Regions from separate parts of the Mus musculus genome. Here region 2 is linked to region 1. Evidence: chromatin contacts called from public HiChIP or PLAC-seq data. All regions are on one chromosome and are shown on one strand. Each heading gives the region's core, a stretch centred on a gene start, on an enhancer-like site or on the middle of the called end of the contact. The rest is flanking DNA. Distances are from core to core; before and after follow the strand shown. Region 1 holds the start of Inava (innate immunity activator). Region 2 overlaps Camsap2 (calmodulin regulated spectrin-associated protein family, member 2).

Region 1 (5,065 bases), core at 1,638-4,137:
ACCCATGCATAACCCCACTATGGGCACTTTGTTCATGTGCCCATTGGGCAATGGCAGGAATGGCTAGAGAAAGAGACTGTCTATCCACAGGATGGGCCATCCTATCTCTTTATTACTGAATTCTCCCTTGCCTGAAGCCACTTTTTGATGAGAATACATGGGACACAAATATCTTCACATCCTTTGCTCATTTGGAGAGATTTATCCACATACTTCTTCCCCAGATATCTTTCTTACCAATTTTCCAATGGTGATCTTTCCAAGTTCCTGACCATCCAATTAATCAGTCCATTTGGCTACAGCCCATGAGTCATTGAACAATGGTATATCTGGTCATTTCTTCTTCCAAACAAACTGTAATACCATGTGTACTGCCCTATGTTCTGCCCACTGTGAAGATTTATCTTCACCAGTATCTTTCAGGGTTGTCCCAGAAAGGGGCTGTAATTCTGCAGCTGTCCACTTCTGGGTGGTACCTGCATAACGCGCAGAGCCATCAGTAAAGTAAACCAGGCCCTAGTCTTCTCTTCCTCAGTCAGCCGATCATAGGGAACCCCCCATGAGGCTATCGATACACTCGTGGCATTGTAACAGGAATAGGAACCATAGGTATTTGGACAACTTCTTCACGTAATTTGCTTGTACCTTCAGGACCTGCTCGGGCTCCGATCTTGTATATACCACTTCTGTTTGATAATGGAATGCTGCTGTGCACGTCCTACTTTATGACTTGGAATGTCAGATAACACCCAGCTCATGATGGGCAGTTCAGGTCACATGGTAACTTGGTGGCCTATTGTCAAACATTCAGTTTTCACTAAGGCCCAATAGCAGGCCAAGAACTATCTTTCAAAGGGAGAATAGTTGTCTGCAGATGTTGGTAGAACCTTGCTTCAAAATCCCAAAGGTCTCTTCTGTGATTCACTTAAAGGAGCCTGCCAAAGGCTCTAAATAGCATCTTTATCTCCCACTCACATCTCAAGTATCATTGGATCTGCTGGATCATATATATAGTCCAAGTGATAGGACAGCGTGGATCTGTTAAAGAGCCTTCTCCTGTTCCAGGCCCCTCACAAAGCTAGCAGCTTTGCAAATCACTTGGTAAACGGGCCTGTGTGATGCATTCAAGTGAGAAAGGTGCTGTCTCCAGAATCCAAATAGACCCATTAAATGTGCTTCTTTTTTGGTGGTGGGAGGGCCCAGGTTCAATAACTTCACTTTAGAAGGAATACCTCTGCATGCCCCACGCCACTGGACTCCTAGGAATTTTACCGAGGTAAACAATCCTAGAATTTTGGCCAGATTTATCTCCCATCTTCTGATATCCATATGTGTGGCCAATGAATCCAAAGCGGTTGCTACCTCCTGCTCCAATCAGCATAGAGTCATCAATATAGTGCACTAGTGTGATATTTTGTAGAAGAGACGGACGATCGAGATACCTTCTAAGTTATGACACAGGGCAAGAGAGTTAATATATCCTTGAAGCAAAACTTGCTGGCCTTGCCAACTGAAATCAAATAGCTTCTAGTGGTCCGTATGGACAGGTACTAAGAAGAAGGTATTTGCTAGATCAATAGCTGCATACCAGGTACCAGAAAATATCTGAATTTGCTCAAGCAAGTACACTGTCTGGTACAGCCGCTGCAGTTGGAGTTGCTAACTGATTTGGTTTCCAATAGTCAACTGTCATTCTCCACAGCCCATCTGTCTTATGCACTGGCCAGATGGGAGAATTAATGGGAGATGCAGTGGGAGCCACCACCCCTGCCTCTTTCAAGTCCTTGATGGTGGCACTGATTTCTAGAGTTCCTCCAGAGATACGATACTGTTTTTGATTCACTATTTTCTTAGGCAGAGGCAACTCTAAAGGCTTCCATTTCAGCTTTTCAAATCATAACAGCCCTCACTCCACAGGTCAGGGAACCCATGTGAGAATTTTGCCAACTTCTAAGTATTGTGTATCTATCCCAATTATACATTTCTGGAACTGGGGAAATGACCACAGGATGAGTTTGGGGACCTACTGTGAGTTGGACATCAGCCAAATCTTCATTAATCACCTGTCCTCCATAAGCCCCTACTTTAACTGGAGGGCCACAGTGTTTCTTGGGATCAGTGTCAATTCAGAACCAGTATACAATAGACTCAGAAAAGTCTGATTGTTCTTTCTTCCAGTGCACAAGTTACTCTTGTAACTGTCTTGTAACTTCCCCTCCCCACCTCTATCTTAAATCCCCTACAGCTCGTAGGTCCTGCTGTGTTCCCTTGCCAAGATGTCTTGTACATCCTGCCTGTCAAAGGTTCCTCTTTAGAGAGCACACTCCTCTGGCCAGGCTTTGGGGACCCTCAGCCTGGTTCAACCTCCACTATCCGTTGGTTTTTGGTCTTCAAACGTATACCAGCTTGATCTGGACTTAAGAACCCTCCTAGTAAAGGAGTCTGAACTTTGAACTGCCATGCTTGGCCCTGGCAAGGACAGTACCAATGTAAACAGAACCAACGGAAAAAGGGGAAAGCGCGAGTTTGAATGAATGGATGGTTTCGTGGGCTCGTCGCAAGCAGCAGGAGGCGCTGCCCAGGAGTGTGTGCCTTGCCGCCAAAGCCGGAGTTCTGCCCGCTGCCCCCAAAAGGGACAGGGCTGGGAACTACGGAGGGGAGGCGACCAGGGTTCGATCGCGCCGCAGTCCCGGCCGCCAGAAAGGATAGGCGAGGAGGGGGAGGGGCGTGCCGTCTCCTTTCATTCTTCCACGCTTGGGTCTCCGGAATGAAAACTGCCCCCAGCCGGGCCAGAGAGAGGGGATGAAAGGCGGCCCCTAGGACCTCTAGTCGAGCCTCGCCCCGCCCAGATTTCAGAAACCGGCCTTGTAGGGGGTGTCACACCACGAGGCTGCGTGAATGCGGGAGACAGGGAGCAGCGTCGCCCCTCGCGCTGTTGCTGCCGCAGGATGCACACTTGGGCTGGCATTGCCCCAACCCAACGTGAGGCCCCGCCCCGTCTCTGGGTTCAGAATCTCGAATCCCTTCTAGCATCTTCCCCTCTCTTCACTGGGCCTTTGGTATGCCCCAGGGGACAGATGTCTTGGGATCTTTAACATTTGGGATGCTGCAAATGCCGAAGTTAAATGAAATACCTCCGGGGAGGGGAGGCCCGGGGGAGCCTTGGGGAGAGGGAAGATGGGCGGGACCAACAGGTCCTGAAGCTGCGCGACCGGCGCGGGGGGCGCGGGGGCAGGCGCGAGGCGCCAGAGCTCGGTGGGACAGGTAAGGCGGAAACTTAGTGAACGGAGCGCGGGAGAACTGGGGGGGGGGGGGGGGGGAAATCGAGCTCCTGAACCTCGGTCTTCATCCTCTGCAGAGGCAGTCTTGCAGGGAAAGGGGGTAATTTTACCAAGGGGTCGAGCATTCCCGAATTTCTACCCCAAAGCTGTTTCCAACGGCCAACCTTTCTCCTTCGACTCACTCCCCCGGCCGGTGGCTCTCCTGGCCAGGTTCCGAGAAGGCAGAAAGCAGGCAAACAAAAGGAGCCGGAGTCCCAGGCCGGCCTAGAAGGAGAGGGCGCGGTGGGGGAGGGGCTGGGGGGGACAGGACAAAGGGGCTTTTTACAGAGAGCCTTAGAGGTTTGATTTCAGGGTGCATCTTCTGTTACCCCTAGTTCTCCACCCTGGCTTAGTTGAGGTGAATACCTTTCCTAGTGGCCAGAGAGGAGTGGAGAAAGAAAACAGATATTCTTCCACCCCTCCTGCCCAGAGAGTCCCCGACTATTTCCCGAGCTCCGCGGCTGGTCATTGATTTGTTAATGCACTAAGTAATTGTGGGAATGCTGGTGGTTGTGCTTTGCTGGGTGCTGTTGGGGTGATGTGGTCAGGTTGAAGGACTTGGTTTTAAAAACTTTGACTCCTAAAGTATCACAGAAACTTCGGGGGCAGCGGAGAGAGCGGAGTATGTTTGGTTACAGGTCTGTGAAAGAGTTTGGACACGAAAGGTTTTGAAGAGATGGCTGTCGTGGAAAGGGCTTGTCTTCCACCTAGATGGGATTCCGGTGCTAGAAAATCTCACTTCCTCGCCTGTCCTCGTAGCCAGTGGCTCTGGGACCTGGGATCAGGGAAAATGGGTGCTGAGTTCCAAGTTAGTTTTAAGCTTCCTCTGGAGAGTGCCCACCTATCCCTTGATGGTGTCTTCCGATAACATCCATCTTGGCAGGAGGACTGTTAGTTAGGTCAGCCTAATTCCAAACCCTAGATTCTAGTGGATTGGGGGGATGCCGAGTTTGGACTTGGTTCAGTGCAAGCAGGTTGGTCTGTAAATCTATTGCTGAGCAACGGATTGATGCCCATCTTCAATGGAAGGCACTGCCAGTGCTGAGTTTCTGCAAAACGAGAGGAAAAAAAAAAGAAGAAGAAGAAAAAAGCTTCATTGCACAGCCTCCTGCAGGAGGCCCGGAGGGTAAGCCTTCCTCCCTGGTAGGTGGGCATCGAAGAGTGAGGAAGCTGCTGATTGGCTCCGGGGCTTGCCTCTTTGCAGGTTGCCTATTTCTTGGGGTGGGCTGTGTGTGTGTGTGTGTGTGTGTGTGTGTATTGGGGGGGTGTTATGTTCTGCTAGAGGGGTTTGGGTTTGTGATATCAGTGACCTGGCTTCTGCTCAAGACTGTTCTTGAAAAGCTGGTTTTCAAGCGCTGAGAATCATTATTGAGAGCCTGGAGGCTTTTCCTGGAAGACAGTTTAAAGAATGTATGTCCCGGTGTGTACAGGCCTTAACCCGAGTTTGCTTTTGGCCCCTGAATTCAGATGAGGTTACCTGAGGCCAGAGTGCTCAGTTGACTCTAAAACTTACACTCCAGGCTGCTGCTGCTGCAGCAGTACCTGTGACTTTCACATGCAGTCGGTTATATGTAAAGAGTTTCATTCATGGGTTGTTTGAAACGACCGGTTGCTGGGTCCTGTTTAATATTAATAACGAAGTATATATGATATGTTCTTATGGTTTCAGAACTGTATTTCAGCATGATTGGGCTTCGTAATTGGTCTCTTTGTTTTATATATGTAAAACTGAGCTATGAGCTGAT
Region 2 (5,147 bases), core at 804-3,303, 92 kb before region 1:
GTTTTTGTTTTTGTTTTTCTGAGACAGGGTTTCTCTGTGTAGCCCTGGCTGTCTTGCCCCAAGACATACCATAAATAAGAAATCTAGCTCTAAATAGAAAATAGGCTAAAAAATAGCTTTGATATTCCAAGATCAAAAGGATGGAAGGTGGAAGATGCAAGGCCTAGTGGCTATGTTTATTTTAAGGCATACCAGAAACCTCAGTTGTAAAAGTCTCCCTTGAAAACAGCTCTGGTACAAAGAAAAGGGAAGCGTTTAGAGTAAACCAAAGAGTGCTACAAATGAAGGCAGGTGTGGCGGCGCACACCTTTGACCCTGTGCTTGGGAGGCAGAGCAGGGATCTCTTGACTTCAAGGCCACCCTGGACTATAAAACTTACTAGTTTTTAGCCTATTACCTATTTAGAGCTAGATTTCTGTATTTATAGCTGCATGTCTTGGGGCAAGATAGCTTCTTAAGTTTATCAGTTAAACACATATAAAAAGGTTGTTAGGATTCATGTTTAGAGCAATGCCTGACACAGACCGTGTACTTAGTAAGTGTAAGTATTTACTTCTGTTATTTAATCTGTACATTATCTACTTATCTGTTTCACTAAGATTTTCACTGTGTATGAAAATGTATGAATAGATGTGAAACCATTAAGTAAACGTTACATGGATGTATAGATACATATGTGTCCCGGCTAATTTATGTCAACTTGACCAAGCTAGAGTAGTTTGGGAAGCAGGAACCTCAGTTGAGAAATGCCTCCACCAGATTGGCCTGGCAAGTCTGTGGTGCATTTTCTTGTTGGATGATTAATGTAGGAAGGCCAAGCTCACTACTATCCATGTGCTGATGGTCCTAGGTGCTCTAAGAAAGCAAGCTAGGCAAACTGTGAGGAGCAGGCTAGTAGGCAGCACTCCTCCATGGCCTGTGCATCAGTTCCTTCATCTAGGTTCCTGCCATGATTTCCCTCAGTGATGATCAGTAGTATGGAAATGAAGACTGAAATAAACCCTTTCCTCCCCAAACTGCCTTTGGGCCTTCTATCACAGCACAGAACCCTAGGATTGTAAGCCAGATAAGCTTGCAGTCCTGGTCACTCACTGTTGTTTGTTGTTTGTTTTTGCATTGGCCAGTGTTTAGATGTCAAGATTACCTATGTTAGTAATTTTTACTGCTATTATAGGAAGTAAAATATCCATCCATATATTTCATAACAATAGTTTTAGTATGTTTTTCTTTTTTCTTTTTTTTTAATAATAGTTTTTCTTTAATAGTTTTTCTGCTGTGTTAGTAGCTTATGTTTAGGTACTCTGATACTAAAATGTAGTACCACTACTGAGGTCTGAAGTTTACAATACTGAGCCCTATGTTGAATTTAAGTTTGCCTCACTCTTGGGTGAGCAGTGCAGCTAGGAAGGAGGAGCTTTCAGTTATCAAATGTGGATGATATTTTTAGATGTCTCCAAAATCTCAAATTTATAGATTTGCTCTGACCTCTTTCTCAGTCCTATATTTTCTGCTGCTCACTGGGTATTTCTATTTGGATATTTTTGCTGTTGTTTCAAACGTAACATGTCTAAACTGAGCTTACCCTTTCAGTGCGGCTTCTGATTCTCAGTTTTCTATACTATACTATCATGCTTTCTGTATTGGTTACTGTCCTAGTTTAGGTTTTATTGCTGTGAAGAGACAACATGACCATGGCAACTCTTATAAAGGGAAATATTTAATTGGGTCTGACTTAGAGTTTCAGAGGTTCAGTCCTTTATCATCGTGGCAGGAAGAGTGGCAGTGTGCAGGCAGGCCTGCTGCTGGAGGAGCTGAGGTTTGTGTCTTGATCAGCAGCAGCAGGAGACTGTATTATACACTGGGTGTTGCCTGAACATAGAGACCTCACCCACCTCCACAGTGACACACTTTCTTCAACAAGGCAACTTCTACTTCAACAAGGACACCTCCTAATAGCGTCACTCCCTGTGGCCTAGCATCCAGACACAGGGCCCATTCCTACTCACACTACCGGTTACTTTTCTGTTGCTGCAGTAAAACATGGAATGTTTCCAGATGGGTGAGAGTTTATCACGGCAGGGAGGCACGGCAGCAAGAGGCAGGCTTGGCAGTAGGGACAGGAAGCTGAGCACTCAAGTCTTGAATCCCCAGCACAAAGCAGAGAACAAACTGGATGTAGGGGAGGCCTTTTTTCTTAAAGCCTGTCCCAGTGACATACTTCTTTCAACAAGGCTGTAGCGTTTAAACATGCCGCCAGCTGGGACCAAGGGTTCAGAATCTGTGGAGGGCATTCTCAATCAAGCCACTACACTTTACGTCTAACCTCGATTTCATCCTCTCTGATTTTTACCTTGATCTCTGCTGTCTGCCTGGGTGCTTTCTGATTGTTTTTAGCAATATGATGTCTTCTGTGTACTCACTACGGGCTTCAAATTTACTTCTTTATCCATGTAAAGTAATGTTCCATCAATCTATAATTTTTATAGTCATCAGTATTGATTGAAAGGTTTTAAACAGAAGATCTTATCTAAATAATAGTTGTAACTATTATTAGATTAAAATGAACTATTATTATTAATAGTTCCCCTCAGTAACTTCAGTAGTCGCAGCAGAAAGGGACAGAGACCGGTTGGTGCAGGGCCTAGGGGGCTTAAGGAAGAAGGACCAGATTAATTAGGCAGCCTCAGTTCTTTCATGCAGTAGCTGTAAAGCTTTGGGCAAAGGATTTCTCCTGTCAGATGATATCGGCAGCAAGCGGTCTTTATAGAGCAGGTGCCTTTCCTGACTGACTGACTGACTGACTGACTGTAGCTAGTCACTGGCAGGTTTAAGAGCCTACTTGAGACACTGAATGGGGGGGGGGGGGGAGGGGGCATGCCTTCATGGGTCACCACACTCTGAAGACTTTCTCCTTGTTCGCTTTTCCTGTTGTATACCTCACAGCCATACCTTCTATAAAGGAAATTTGTATCTTTCCTTTTATATCTTAAACCTAGGTAGAAAAACAGACAAACAAAAGTATCATCTTGCCTGTTAAAGGAATATTGATATTTTTAGAATCTCAAGGTCTGTAGTAATATTTTAAATGATATAGGGTTTTTTAGATAGAAATTTTACAAAAATATGAAAACTTGTTTTCTTAACCTTTATAGAAAATGTGCCCGAGGAGCTTGGCGACCCATTTTACACAGACCAGTATGACCAGGAGCACATCAAACCCCCTGTCGTTAACCTGCTTCTGTCGGCCGAGCTGTACTGTCGCGCTGGAAGCCTCATCCTCAAGAGCGATGCTGCAAAGCCCCTCCTGGGCCATGATGCTGTGATCCAGGCATTAGCACAGAAAGGCCTGTATGTCACTGACCAGGAGAAACTGGTAACTGAAAGAGATCTCCACAAGAAACCCATACAGATGGTAAGGCTTTGCATACCTAAGGTTATTTCAGATTTGAAATGCATACTTGAGTGAGTTGTACTATAAAATGGAAGGAACTAATGTGTGAGATACTTTATGGCATCTGCATCTACACCTAGAGTTTAAAAGTCACCATTTATTTCTAAGTAAAGGAAGATTTGACAAACCATCTTGGAATATTTGTTTCCATCTAATACCTAGAAGAAACAATTATATAAATTCAAACTATTATGAAATAATTTTACTTTATTTAAAAATTTTCTTGTCTTAGAGATTAGCTGTAAGAAATGGGAAATGTATCCTTGACTATTTTTGTAAGGCAAGAATTTGGATTTGTAAGTTTTTCTGCATTGGTGAGGGGCTATAGCTAAATATTAGAATGTTTGCCTGGCACTTAAAGGCCTTGCCTGGGTTTCATTCCCAGAGCAACATAAAACTAACATGTAAGGTGCTGGAGAAAATAGCCCATACGTGTGAGTACTTGCTCTGAGCAAGCATGAGAAGCAGAGTTTGGATTCCAGCAGCCACGTTAAAGGCCAGGCATCGTCCTCTGCAGGCCTGTGACTGTCATTGAGGGGACAGTCAGGAGGGTTGCTGGTGCTTGCTGGGTTAATAGCCTAGCCAAAACAGAGCTAAGTGAGACACCCTGCCTCAAAGACGGAGGGTGTTAGATGTGGATGCCTAACACCCTACTTTGGCTTCCACGTGTGTACACCTATGCATATATACATATGCACACACGAAAATAATATTTAAACATGTAACGGGAAGGGGCTAGAGAGATGGCTCAGCGGATAAGAGCACTGGCTGGAACCAAATCCAAGAGGACCCGGGTTTGGTCCCTAGCCCCCACATGGCAGCTCACAACTTTCTGTGGCTCTAGTTCCAGGGGGTCTCACGCCCTCACACAGACATACATGTGGTATGCACCAGTGCAAATTAAAAAAACTGTAATGGGAAAATTGGAAAAAATGACAAATATAAGCATTTATGTGTTTCAGTCATGGTAAAACTCTTGCACATTAGATATTTTAGCTTATTTAACAACCATTAACTCATTTCTTGTACAACATACATACAGAAGGATTCTAAGTGGGTCTGGGATAAGTATGCAGGGAGTCATAGGTAATCTGAAGACATAAATCTAAATACATTTATTAAATCTAAGTACATTTTCCAAAAATACATGTATCATCAAGAATGTTACTAAAAAGCAGGTCTTGTGAAATGGCTCAGTGGGTAAGAGTTCAAATCCCCAGCACCAACATCAGACAAGCCAGGTGTGATCATGTAACCCCGTAACCTAACCATCCTGGGGTATGGGACCAGCACAGCTCTGGGATTATTGGCCCCAGCCTTGCTCCCACCTCAGGGCAAGGCTGTGTGGAAGAGTAAGAGTGATGGAGCAGAGCCCCAACCCATCCTGTGGCCTCTGTGTGCACACAAGCGGACACACCTACACATACACAATGATAAAAGGAAGAAAGCGGTGTTGTGTAAATTATTTTTCATGAGAATAGTAGTCTTGGGCTGAAGGACATGTTATGTAGAAGGGTGTATTTTAAGACTCAGGAAGAGGAAACACAGTCACCAAGGCTGGTACTATCTGGAAATGATTTTGCACTCACTCTTTCTGCTATTATCTCTCTTTAAAACCCTCACTTTAATCCTCTAAGGAACTGAGAACAGCTTCTCAAGGTAACGTCACTAAGTGTATAATAAATAAGGCTGGCTG

Evidence for each region. HiChIP or PLAC-seq counts read pairs in DNA pulled down with a chosen protein or histone mark.
Region 2: an HNF4G HiChIP or PLAC-seq map of pancreatic cancer cells shows a contact between it and region 1. The contact joins the enhancer-like site here to the promoter of Inava in region 1. A contact is called at or near these places in 1 of 39 promoter capture datasets (pre-B cells), 3 of 484 Hi-C or Micro-C datasets (epidermal suprabasal cells, nephron progenitors and pre-B cells), 3 of 115 datasets of contacts at active chromatin or transcription factors (the SCID.adh cell line, embryonic stem cells and pancreatic cancer cells) and 2 of 9 other capture datasets (adipose tissue and pancreatic islet).

The regions. Positions count from the first base shown.
Region 1 is chr1:136,232,102-136,237,166 of GRCm38.p6, reverse strand. Inava (innate immunity activator) reads left to right here and starts at 2,887. Exons shown (of 10, transcript NM_028872.3): 1 at 2,887-3,264. The coding sequence starts at 3,062. It also overlaps the pseudogene Gm3878.
Region 2 is chr1:136,323,002-136,328,148 of GRCm38.p6, reverse strand. It overlaps Camsap2 (calmodulin regulated spectrin-associated protein family, member 2), which reads left to right. Exons shown (of 18, transcript NM_001347109.1): 2 at 3,153-3,412. Among named protein-coding and RNA genes, the nearest start is that of Camsap2, 21 kb to the left of the region's middle. Within about 2 kb of position 2,053, at least 82 of the 459 cell types and tissues checked have an H3K27ac peak or open chromatin away from gene starts, as enhancers often do. A contact at or near this core is called in adipose tissue, pancreatic cancer cells and pancreatic islet, where this site is marked.